Linked DNA regions of Sus scrofa: region 1 is linked to region 2. A link is a contact called in public HiChIP or PLAC-seq data. All regions are on one chromosome and are shown on one strand. Each heading gives the region's core, a stretch centred on a gene start, on an enhancer-like site or on the middle of the called end of the contact. The rest is flanking DNA. Distances are from core to core; before and after follow the strand shown.

Region 1 (5,653 bases), core at 306-2,805, 200 kb before region 2:
TGAATGGGAGACTCCCTCCTCTAGCCTGACCTGTGATAAACTCACTGCTTCGCCACGCACGCTATTATTTCAGGCTCTGCTGCACCACAGTTGGGTCACAATTTTGTATGGATCCCAGTAGGTCCAAGGCTGCGTTCTGAATGCTGAGGCTAAACCAGTCCTTGAATTCCTTTGAGACAATGACCTTCAGCGTTCATTCAAACCCTGGCTGCCATGGGTGTCGTTCTTTGGCTTGTCCAAAACTAAAGACAGCCATATCCTGCAGCAGTGTTTGCAAACATTCTCTTCAACCCGTCACCTTAAGACATCAATCTCTAGGAGCAGGAATCGGATGGAAAATATGCTTCCACGTGGCTCAAAAAAAAGATGAAGGGTCATTGTTATGACAAATGGAAATTATAGAGTTTCTTACAAAAAAAACCCAAAAAACCCAAAGCAGCCTCAACCGTAAAGTCTCTACCACCTGTCCATAGCGTTTCAGACGTTAATTATGCTCCCTTTGTTTTCCTTATTCACTTTTTCTTGACAAGCAATCATAGATTGCCACTGCCAGCTCCCTGCAGCCAGACCTGAAGCCTTGTCAGCAAAAAGAAAAGGCCAGAATTCCCACCTGTGATCTGCTGAAGCCCAGACTCCAAGTGTTAGAGAGACTGTCTTTTTCCAAAGCACAGGTTGTGCGAGGGAGTCGGGAGATGGGAGACTGTGACACTGGTTCAGAAGCCTGGGATGTTCCGCCTACAGATGGGCCAGACATTTCACCGACACCCAGAATGATGACACAGTGTCCGGAATGGCAATGACATGCTGACCCAGAGAGCCCAGCAGACGTGGCCGACTTCCTCTCCCTGCCTTCCGTTCCCTGTCCTTGCTGAAGCCTCCTGCCTGTGCTGGAGCCCGACGGGCTCACGGCCGGGAGCGCCGAGAGGCAACTCTTCTGCAGGGTCAGCCTGACGGCGACACACTCCAGCGAGAGTCGGCCGTCTCTGCAGCACTAGCCCAGGGCTGGGCCTGAGTGGAATCTTTCTCTTGAGCCCAATGCGGAGCCGGGCCCCGCAGGGCCGACCTGCCAGCCCCTGTGTCACCGTGTGACTGAGTGACAAGTGCCATGTGGCATCTCCACGGAGCTGACAGAGTGCAACTCAATCCTGTCCACCCTGCTCCCCCGAGAGGGCTTGTGTGTGACACCCTGACCTCAATTTAAAGATAGGACAACCGAGACAGCCCCAGCTACATATCAGGCGTCACACGGAGTGACAGGTGCTCCTGCTAGAAACCTTAGTCACGTGGCTATGAACGCGCTTGATCCAGGCGAGGAGAAAGGCATCCGAGGAACGCGCTCTTCTCTGCGCACCTCTCCCGGCGGCAAAGTCTGTTTAGTCTCCTTCTCAAAAGAACTGGGAACTACACTGCAACCTCTGAAGGATCCGAACTACATTTGAATGTGTAAAATAAACCCCCCAAAGCCCCAAGCAGGCGCGCGTGCGCACACACACGCTGGGATTCACACATCTGAGCCTGGAGGCTTCCCGTGCAAGGAGCCAAGTGTGGGACGGAGGACTGACTTTGGAGCCCCTTCTCCAGCTGGGCTTGGTTCCCGGGGGAAGCCAAGTGGTGAGGGTGCCCAACGGAGCTCAGTGTGGAGCTTTCCCCGCGGCCGCTCTGCACCTAGGCCGGCACCCTTCCGCGGGTGCGGGGAAGACCCCGCCCGGCTTCGCTGGGTTGACCGCAGGAGCACGTGTCGCTGTGACGGCTGCATGACCCTCACCCCCGACCACTCATCCTGCGGGTGCTCCGGTGTCTCACGTGTCCTACAGCTCGGGGAGGGGGGCCCTGCACTTCCCTGCCTTGGTCTGTGGGCCCCGGAGCCTCCCTGGGTCCGGGTGACCTCGGGAGTGAGGGGTTCCTGTCCTCAGGCAGCGCACATCACGCCCCAAGTCATCCCCACGCCCCGGAAGACGCGGGTGTTCCCAGGGGCAGCGGGGTCGGGAGGACGCCGAAGGCCTGCTGTTTTCCTTCTTCGTACAGCCGGGCCCTCCCCGGAGGAAATGGGCGGTGGGAGCCGGCCACGGCTGCCCAGAAGCACGTGCGTTCAAGCGGCCAAGAATCGGGGGTGGCGACCGCAGCGGGAGCAGAGGGCCTGCGGCAGGTGCTGCCCTCCCGCCGGCAGGCAGCCGCGTTCCCTCGAGCTTGGACCGCGGGGCTCCGCCCTGGGGAGTCGGCGAGGCAGCGCCCCCGTCGCCGTCTTGGATTCAGGGCCCCTGTGTCCGGAGAGCCGCCGGCCTCCAGCGCTGACGGGGGAGGAGGGAACACCGGTCAAGGTCAGAGAGGCCGTGGCCTCCAAGAGCGTGGCGCTCTGTTCCCGGGGAACCGCGCGTCCAAGGTCGCCGTGGGCTGAGGGCGAGGCTGTCTGGGCGTCCGGTTTGACTCGAAGGTTTCTGCGGGGAGGTGTGCGGGAAAGCGCCCTCCTTTGCGGCTGTGGCTCCAGCTTCCTCGCCCGTGTCCCCTCCCCGCCCTCGGGCCCTCGCCACCCACCTGGTCACTCCTCCTCACATCCCAGGGGGACACAGGGTCAGGGCTGTGCCTTCGTGGGGAGACATGCTGCAGATTCACTCCGGATCCGAAACGTGTGCTCAGCTCCTGGGCCAACAAGCCTGGGTTCTAATTGAAGCGGGAGCCCAGGTCCCAGGGCCTGGGGGCCAGAAATGCGAGCCTGACGTGCAGGCTTCCCTTGTCAGAAAGGGACAGAGACGCAGGAGGGCCATGCGGCTCCAGGCAGAGGCGAGGGGATTTCTCGCGTCCGTGTCCCTCTGGGGGCTGCAGAAGGAGGAGGAGGAGGGTGTGCGTCTGGGGGGTCCCCGCAGCTGCCACGCACCAAGCGCAGGGCCGGCCTGTGTGTGGGGGGGGGTCTGAGGGCGGGGCGCCGGGCCAGGAGGCACCTGACCAGGGCGCAGGGTGCAGGGGACAGTGGGGACACCATGTGCCCCCCCCAAGCAGGGAATGTGACTGAGCGGTTCACAGAATCGTTCTCAGGCCTACCACCCAGATACCTATTTTTGTGATTTCACTGCAATCAAGTTTATGCCAATTCATACAAACAAAGCGGGAATCAAAGCGAACCAGCAGCCCGCCTCGCGGGCCGTGTGCGTGCTGCCCGCGGACTCCCATCTGTGATCAGCAACCAGGAAGCCTGCGCGCCCCGCTCCGGTCCCCGGGCTGCGTTTCTCACGCGCCATAAAACTCTTCTCTTTCTCCCAGAACCACGGGGACTGATGTTTAAATGTGGGTGAAACGGCGTGTTTTTAATTTCACGCCTCGCAGAGCACAGTCGAACGCTTCGTAACAACAGAAACCAGGGTCGGGCCAAGCGCGGCGGCAGCGCGGATGGGACAGGGCCTCCCCTGCGGGGCGCGTCCAGGCTGGCGAGGGAGCAGATGACCAACAGAGGGGGGGGCTACGGCCTCGGGATGTGTTTTCCGGTGCTTGGGCTGCAGACACCGGGCTCCTCTGACAAAGGCGGGGTAACCAAACTGCCTCGCATTCAGGACCCCGGGCGCCGCGTCTCACTTCTTCCTGGACTTGCGCTTGGTGGTGTCGTAGGCGCGGACGATGGCCTCCTGGGTGACGGCTCCGTGCTCCTCCTGGGAGAAGGCGTACCCGTCTGGAAGAGGAGCACAGGGGCCTGGTTAGGGGGAGGGCACGCGGGGTGTAGAAGCAGCCGAGTGTCTGCACTCCGGCCTCCTGGCCTGGGAGGGGGTCCAGGGCCCAGACCCCGCCGAGTGGGCAGAGCTAGGGCAGCGCCGTGCTGACGATGCGATGCGCCGGGCAGGGCCCGGGGGCGGCCGGCGCTGCTTCCAGCCTGTGAGGCACAGACAGGGGGTCGCTGACCCGCAGGCCCCACTTTGCCACCACCAATCAGGGCAAAGGCAAGTTGCTCTGCACTGGGGATGCCCCTCAAAGCGGCAGGTCAGGGCGTGACGTATGACACTGCAGACATGCCAGGCAAACACAGGCTACAGGAAAGGCTGGTGAGGGGCGCCCTGTCCTGGGAACAGTCCAGTTTAAACGGGACGGACCGGGACTAGTGACAGACTACAGGGGCTTTAGTCGTGCGTGAACAAAGAGAAAGATCCCAAGATGAAGTCAAGAGGGATTTCCCCATTGGCCACATTAAAAGTGGCCACATTACAGAAAGACTGGTGTTTACAGTTGTCCCAGAGCCATCAAGGGGGCAGTGGGGCATGACCTGGGCACACGCAGCTCGTTTATTCCTGCCCATGGCCCCAGGAGGCAGGTGTTCTTCCCATTGCACAGGTGATGAGACTGAGGCACGAGGTGTCTCAGGATGTGCCCAAGGTGGTGAAGCCGGGGGCCAAGCCCTGGCAGGTGGGAGGCATGAGCATCCGTGAGCCCGGGGCGGGGGCCGTCCCTCCCAGCGGGCGCTTCCCACAGGAGGACACTTCTAAGACTCCCTCTCTGCTGACTGCCCCTTCTGGGTCAGGGGTTCAGGTGACACCTTCTCACCAAGCAGTGACACACTCAAAAGCCTGCCTCCCATCCACGTGTACTTACGACTTAGCACTGGTGCTGTCAGGTCCTCATACCCTTTAAAGGGAAGAAATGATGCCTAGGGTTCTGAATGATTTTACCCACTTCGTGTAAAAAGGAAGCTTCTGGACTAGCCACACTCACAAGATCGATGTGTACAAGTGTCCTCGTGGGGACGGGCCAGGCTGTAAACTGACTCTCCAGCCCGCGGGGACTGGCCTCCCAGCTGCTCCTGAGAGCATGCCTTCAGCCTGAGAGGACCCCAGGGCACAGGAGGGGCACCCCAGGAGGTGGGGCTTGTCTGCCAATGTGGCCTGGGAGCCCCTGCCGGCAGCTGGGGGCAGGGGGGCTGGTGGCCTTGGGAGTAAAGGCAGAGGAGAATAGAGAAGCCTCCTTGGCTCGCTGGTCTAGCTGCTCCCCTGCTTTTCTAGGGAGACCAAACCCCCAAACCATAGGGTCCCCCCACGGGGAAGCAGCCCCTCCAGCTGGTGTGGGGCAGCCAGGCTGCCGGATGGAGGCAGGTGGCTCCTGGGCCCCTGGGCCCCTGGGCGCAGGTGACCTGAGCTCCCTGGGAGCTGAAGGGGAGACGCCTCCTCTGGCCTCTGTGCTGCGGGTCGCCAGTGATGAGCAGAGGATGCGGAGACCTGGCTCCCTCCTGCGGGCCAGTCCCACCAGGTGCCCTCCGAGCAGTGTCGCTGCTGCCCGCCAGACCAGCTGCCTTTCCCGGGGGTGTTTCAGAGCCAATGCAGCAAATGGCACCGTCTCCCCTGGCGACCAGGCAGAGCTGCGTGGGTTGCCTGGACAGTGTTCGCCCCTGTCGCCTGCAGGGGACCTTTCTAGGCACTTCACAAACCTGATGTTTCTGTAGTGTCCTTGGATCCGACGTGCTTGGGATGGGACAACTAACTGTACCGCCTGGGGGACACTTCTCAGTGCCTAGAAGGGCCTCTGACCCCAGCTGCTGTGCGTGCACTTCCCCACGTGGGGCGGAGGTGACCGAGGGAGCGGACCCTCCCACGGCTCAGCTCTCATCGCAGCAGAGGCACGGGGCCCAGGGGCTGCCTGCTCTCCCTGCTGGGCTGTGACCCCACCATGGAACCAGGGCCTT
Region 2 (6,076 bases), core at 568-3,067:
CATATGGAAGTTCCCAGGCCAGGGACTGAATCCAAGCTGTAACCTACACTGCAGCTGCAACAACACCAGATGCTTTAACCCAGTGCATGGGGCCGGGGATTGAACCTGCACCTCCACAGTGACCTGAGCCCCTGTAGTTGATTCTTAACCCCTGCACCACAGCAAGAACTCCATGATGTGATACTTATTAATAGGAGCTATTTTCACTACAAGTCAAAGCTAAAAAAAAGTCTCAAGTCCAAGCAAAAGAAAGAAGAATTGCATTATCATAAATACATTTTACTTGTTTATAAAAAGGTATTTTAAAACTATGAGCCAACTATCTCGATCCTGTGCATGTATCAGGAAAAGATGAAAAGTCTAATTCAGAAAGATCCTTGCACCCCAATGTTCACTGCAGCACTATTTACAATAGCCAAGACACAGAAGCAACCTAAATGTCCACTGACACATGAAAGGATCAAGAAGACGTGGTGCATATAATACAATAGAATACTACTCGACCATAAAAAAGAAAGAAATAATGCCATTTGCAGCAACATGGATGGACCTAGAGATTCTCATACTAAGTGAAGTCAGTCACACAGAGAAAGACAAATATCATATGATATCATTTATATGTGGAAGCTAAAATAGGACACAATGAACTTATTTACAAAACAGAAACAGACTCACGGAGACAGAAAACAAAATTATGGTTCCCAAAGGGGAAAGGCAGGGGGAGGGACAAATGAAGAATTGGGGATTAACGCATACACACTACTGTACACACAGATAAGGAACAAGAACCTGCAGTGCGGCACAGGAAACTATACGCAGTGTCTCATAATAACTGATAATAGAAAAGAATGTGAAAAGGAACTTAACACATAATTTTCTGCCACTGGAGTCATCGATCAATTCCCTTTCTTCCTGTGACCTCCACCTTCATCTGCTGCAAAAGGTGCTTTTTCTGGTGTCACCTTATCTCTTCTTCATCCTGTACCTGACGCCACCATCCTGCTCTTGGACTTTCTAGCACTCTCATCAAAGGTCACAGAGAGCCACCTGCTCTGCATGATGCTCCCTGGTGTAGAGAGATGGACACAGACAGGCAGGCGCCTCCAGGGGATCTGTGCCCAGACGCCGCCTCCAAATTCACCATGCACGTCAAAGGAAATCTGATTTCAAAAGCTTTAAGAAACCTGGTCTCTGCTGGCAAGAGTCAGGGCAGGAGAAAATACAGGAGAGCAACACACACAGCATTAAAAGGCAGGAAAAACCAGTAGGAAAAAAAAAAATCTAAGGTGTAAAATCAACCTCACGAGAGTGGAAATCCATTTGAGAATTTCAATTGAAATCAAAGGCGATGTAAGTAGCCATGTGTTTAAAGAACACAATCAGAATTATCCTTCGTGCTTCTCCAAAGATGAGATTAAACACCATGCCAAATGAATTTATCTTCTAACACCTGGAGGGTATACTTCTCTGTGTAAAATGAGCACCAGGAAAGATTTAAGTTAGACCAGAAAGGCCTTTCCTAAAAGGCAAGAGAAATAATGCAACGTGCTACTTAAGTTATCTTCTCTTCTTAAAAACCCCGAAACTCAAAAGGCCCAGTAGATTCTTACCGGGGGCCTCTACCGAATTGTGCACAATGGATTATCTGGTTGTAGGTCCAGCCCAGAAAGTCACCACCGATTTGGGGCTCGGACCAAGCACCCGGGGCGGCGTATTCCCCTAAAGGAAGGTCTTTAGGAAGGAAGCTGGAACCTGCAGCTTTACTGCAGGCGAGATGAACCTGACCCCTTGCTGGGTCTGGACTGTTTTTTCGCCGCAGCACCACGTGGAGGGCAAGTGCAGGCATCTGGAGGAACGCACATGAGGGCCTTTCCAGGTTCACATGGGGCCCATGAGTCCTTTGCAGCAATTTTGTTTTTGGACTTGTGCCCTCCGCCCCCCCTTTTTTTTATTCCAGGGAGGTTTAAACATTTTATGGAGTTAGAGACTCAATTTTTCAAACATCAATGCCTCAATGCTTTTTTTTTTTTAAGAAGGTTGGATCTCTGTAACCAGTCTTTTAGGCAAAGCAGCTGCAAAAACATCATTAAAAAAGCATATACTGTCACCCGTAAAAGGCAGTGAGTCTATTTTTGTAAAGTTCAGAGTGATCGGGTATCTGGCGGGGTGTCCCTCCAGACTGTGAGGCCTTCTCGGGATCTGCGGCTGCTCCTGCCCGTCACCCACTGCCTCGCCTTCTGCCAACAAACTCCCTGCTCCAAGGACAGGCAGCAACCAACTCGGCTTCGAGACGGTTCCCAAGCACCCACCAAACTCATTCCGCAGCCACCTTCCTACCGAAATGCCAAACCCCAGCAAAGCCACTTTTCCCCTGTTGTTCACGTGGCCACTAAATCCTGACATCACGGAGCTGGCAGACACAGAGGGTGGGGCGGGGAGGCAGGCGTGGCTCTCCCTGGCACACTGGCCTGACCCCGCACCTGATCACCTCCTCCTCCTCCAGGTCTCACCCCCCTTCACCCTGGAACCCAAGGCCCCCATTTTCCCCGGCTGTGAAGCACCACGTCTAATACATCTCATTGCAAACACCACCCTGGGAGCCAGCACCCGGCAGGGAACTGCATGCCAGGAGTTCTTTTCTGCACCTGCTCATGCCCTCTGGGAGCCAGGGCTCTGTCTTCTTGACCTGGATCCCACGACCCAAGAGCGCTCCAAGAGAGTGAAGATCACGGCACAAGGAAAGTCCCACCCAGAATGCTTCCATTTCCACTTAACTTCCATTTCCCAGCTGTCCAATGGGACGTCACTCATGAAATGGCTTTCCTTTCAACATATTAAAATTATGCTGGATAACTATCGGCACAAAACAGGAACCACCCAGGAAACCACGGACTCTGCAGGTGGCCGTGCATTCAGAATGGCCTGGCACCGGGCCTGTGCTCAGAGCCATGTGACCTCGGCATGCCCCTCGGGCTGTGCCGCACCCCTTCCCCCGACCCCCGCCCCATACATGGGAAATTGGGCTACACGTGTCCCAGGGCCCCAGGTCTTAGCCTTCTGCCTGCCGATACCTGATGAAAGCTTTTACTAGAACATGAATGGGGTCCCATTTGACGACAAATCGAGACCCAGCAGTTCAGTTGACCGTTACCTATTAACACGCTCACGTTAAGCTCGTGGCTGCCAACACGGCCCCTGAAATGATGCATCTAAAATCAGGAAACAGAACCACCTCTGACAGGGTGGATGCCTGGGCCAGCAAAGGAAAGCTTAGCTATCAGGAATTTTATCTTTCACCATAAAGAGATTTCTTTTGTGTCCAGAATGAAATCCTTTTATTATTATTATTTTTTTTTTATGGCCACACTCACGGCATATGGAAGTTTCCAGGCTGGGGAACCCACAGCGGTGGGACCTACAGCACAGCCACCGCAACGCTGGTCTTTAACCATGTGTTATCATCCGGAAGGGGGAAAAGTTACTGCACAGACTTCTGACGATGGAAAGCCTCGCCTCTCCGTTGATTCTAACAGTGAAAGCAACATCTACCCAAAGCGAGTGCGTCCTTCACTGTCTACACCGCAGTCCGGGTTACCACCGGGAAGTGGACAGCAGCTTGGAAGGCAGACCAAACCCCCACCATCTGCACACTGACATCCCTGACTCGGGCTGCCCAGCAAGACGACGGCCGGATAGCAAATCAAACAGAGGAGGCCTGCGAGCAATTTAGGTAGAGCTATTTTCCAACAACCAGGACCAGAAAACAGGAGAGAAGAACAAAACTTCTCAGAGGTCCACTGGTTTAAAAAAAAATTAAAAATGTAAAATGGCTAAAAAGAATCTGCATGTTTCCAGAAAAAATAAATTCAAATACTTCCCTAGTGAGAATTTTTTGGACTAGAGTGGCGGTTTACATAAGAACCATAATTCATGCTGCCGTTTTAGTTTGAGGACACAGAAAATGAAACTCTGGTAAATAAGCTATTTCTCATACCCCACGATATTCCGGAGGGCAGGCCTTTTGTTCGCCTGTGTGTTTTAGGATTCTCAAGTGCTGACAAATTCTAGCTGGCTTTCCACGAAATTGCTTAGGTTTCATCTGGGCTCCAACCTGATATGGTTTAAATCTCTATTTCTCATTCAGTGATAGTATTTCCAGGTTAATATGCACCCCATTCCCTGGCCCGTATCCCAGCTTAAGGACCCCAAGAAAACATGTACATTCTTATATGTGTTGCCAAAAATAAGCAGACACTCTAAACAGTATAAAATTCCGATTTTGTTCACACCCATATCTATGTGCTATGGTTATTCTCTGTATCAGGGACCATCAACACACAACTATCCTAATTTCCAAGTCTCCTCTCTACCTCAAAGACAATCTGGCCTATTTTCTTTTTTTATTATTACTACTCTTAAAGTACAGTGGACGTACCATGTTTTGTCAAGGTCTGTCCTACAACAAAGTGACCCAATCACACACATTTGGCCCAGTTTCTTTATGTTATACCAAAGTTTACACGACAGCCACATCCTAAGTTCTAGAAAAAAAGGTTCATCACAAGTGACTTTCCTATTATTTTTTGACTTGAATTTTATCATTAAAGTTTCATCCATTCCAAATAACCTTTTCTTGGGGCTTCAGAAAGCCTGCAGGCAAACACACACCTAGGAAATGCTCTGAATGCTGGTGCTGCCAGGCTTGAACATGCACTCTGTGCGCAGGATATTCTGAAGGACCAGTGGCTAGTTGGTTCCACGGTGTAGGAACCTTACAGAATCTAATTGACCCTTTTTCTTGAGAAATTTCCATGGAGTGGTCCTGTCAGGACCCCAGATATTCGTAGGAGCCCTTTCTTCCCACCCCACCCCCACCCTTTTGAGTTCTAGGTAGATTCTTCCTGTTGTCAAAAATCAAAGCATTTTTCCAAATCCGTCTTTCCTGACTGCTTCTAGGTTATCGTGGGAGATGGTTACATAAGGCCATGATTTATGCCCCAGGTTAAAAGTACAAAATTACATTCACGGTCTCTGCTCACTGTCTGCTGGACATACTCATAGATAAATTTTCTGAAATCACTTTGACATGTCACTTGCCTATTCCAGCATGAAAAAGGCATCCCAGCTTCTGACGGCTACAAAGCTCCTGTCTGGTTTGCAGGCCCCTCCTCTGGCCACTCCGGGATCCCCGTCTCTGTGCCTTTGCTAATCCATTCCTTTTCCTGCCCCAACACAGACACACGCACGGAACACTCCCTCCTCCAGCTGGCTAAGAGCAATCCCACCTGCCCGCAAGCATGCCAAGTCCTTCCTAGCCTAGCCCTCGGCAGGCTGCGCCCTCAGAGAAATAGGGCCACAAACAGCATTTAATTGGAGGGGTTTTTTGGCTACACCTACAGCATGCGGAAGTTCCCAGGTCATGGATGGAACTTGTGCCACAGCAGCAACCCACAACATAGCAGTGAGAACACCAGATCCTTAATCAGTAGGCCACCAGGGAACTCCCTAATTGGTTTTAACACAAAACTACACGTCGAGTTTGTCTTTCAAACCTTCAACAAGCTCCCCAAAGCACAGAGCATTTTCTGTTTCCCTCAAGGTGATGAAACAGCCAACTTGCTTACAATCTTCTTCCTTTTTTTTTTTTTTTTTTTTTTTTTTTAAGATTTTTGCATTCTAGGAGTTCCTGTCATGACGCAGTGGTTAATGAATCCGACTAGAACCATGAGGTTGCGGGTTCGATCCCTGGCCTCGCTCAGTGGGTTAAAGATCCAGTGTTGCTGTGGCTGTGGTGTAGGCTGGCAGCTGTAGCTCCGATTCAACCCCTAGCCTGGGAACCTCCATATGCCATGGGAAGGGCCCTAGAAAAGGCAAAAAGATTAAAAAAAAAAAAAAGACTTTAGCATTTTAAAAAATTGTGACAATAAACACATAAAGTTTATCATCTCATCCGTTGTTATTTTTTTTTTTTTTCTTTTCAGGGCCGGCAGCACATGGAAGTTCCCAGGCCGTGGAATGTGACAATGCCAGATCCTTAAGCCACCGAGCAAGGCCAAGTATCAAATGTGCATCCTCA

The links. HiChIP or PLAC-seq counts read pairs in DNA pulled down with a chosen protein or histone mark.
Region 1: an H3K27ac HiChIP or PLAC-seq map of skeletal muscle shows a contact between it and region 2. The contact joins two enhancer-like sites. A contact is called at or near these places in 2 of 47 Hi-C or Micro-C datasets (both in skeletal muscle) and 1 of 2 datasets of contacts at active chromatin or transcription factors (skeletal muscle).

Annotation. Positions count from the first base shown.
Region 1 is chr11:3,786,608-3,792,260 of Sscrofa11.1, reverse strand. LOC100523747 (phospholipid-transporting ATPase IB) reads right to left here. Exons shown (of 37, transcript XM_021065485.1): 37 at 1-3,658. The coding sequence ends at 3,561. Among named protein-coding and RNA genes, the nearest start is that of SHISA2, 23 kb to the left of the region's middle. Within about 2 kb of position 1,555, at least 4 of the 83 cell types and tissues checked have an H3K27ac peak or open chromatin away from gene starts, as enhancers often do. A contact at or near this core is called in skeletal muscle, where this site is marked.
Region 2 is chr11:3,588,187-3,594,262 of Sscrofa11.1, reverse strand. All of the region lies in intron 27 of LOC100523747 (phospholipid-transporting ATPase IB), which reads right to left. Among named protein-coding and RNA genes, the nearest start is that of SHISA2, 220 kb to the left of the region's middle. Within about 2 kb of position 1,817, at least 3 of the 83 cell types and tissues checked have an H3K27ac peak or open chromatin away from gene starts, as enhancers often do. A contact at or near this core is called in skeletal muscle, where this site is marked.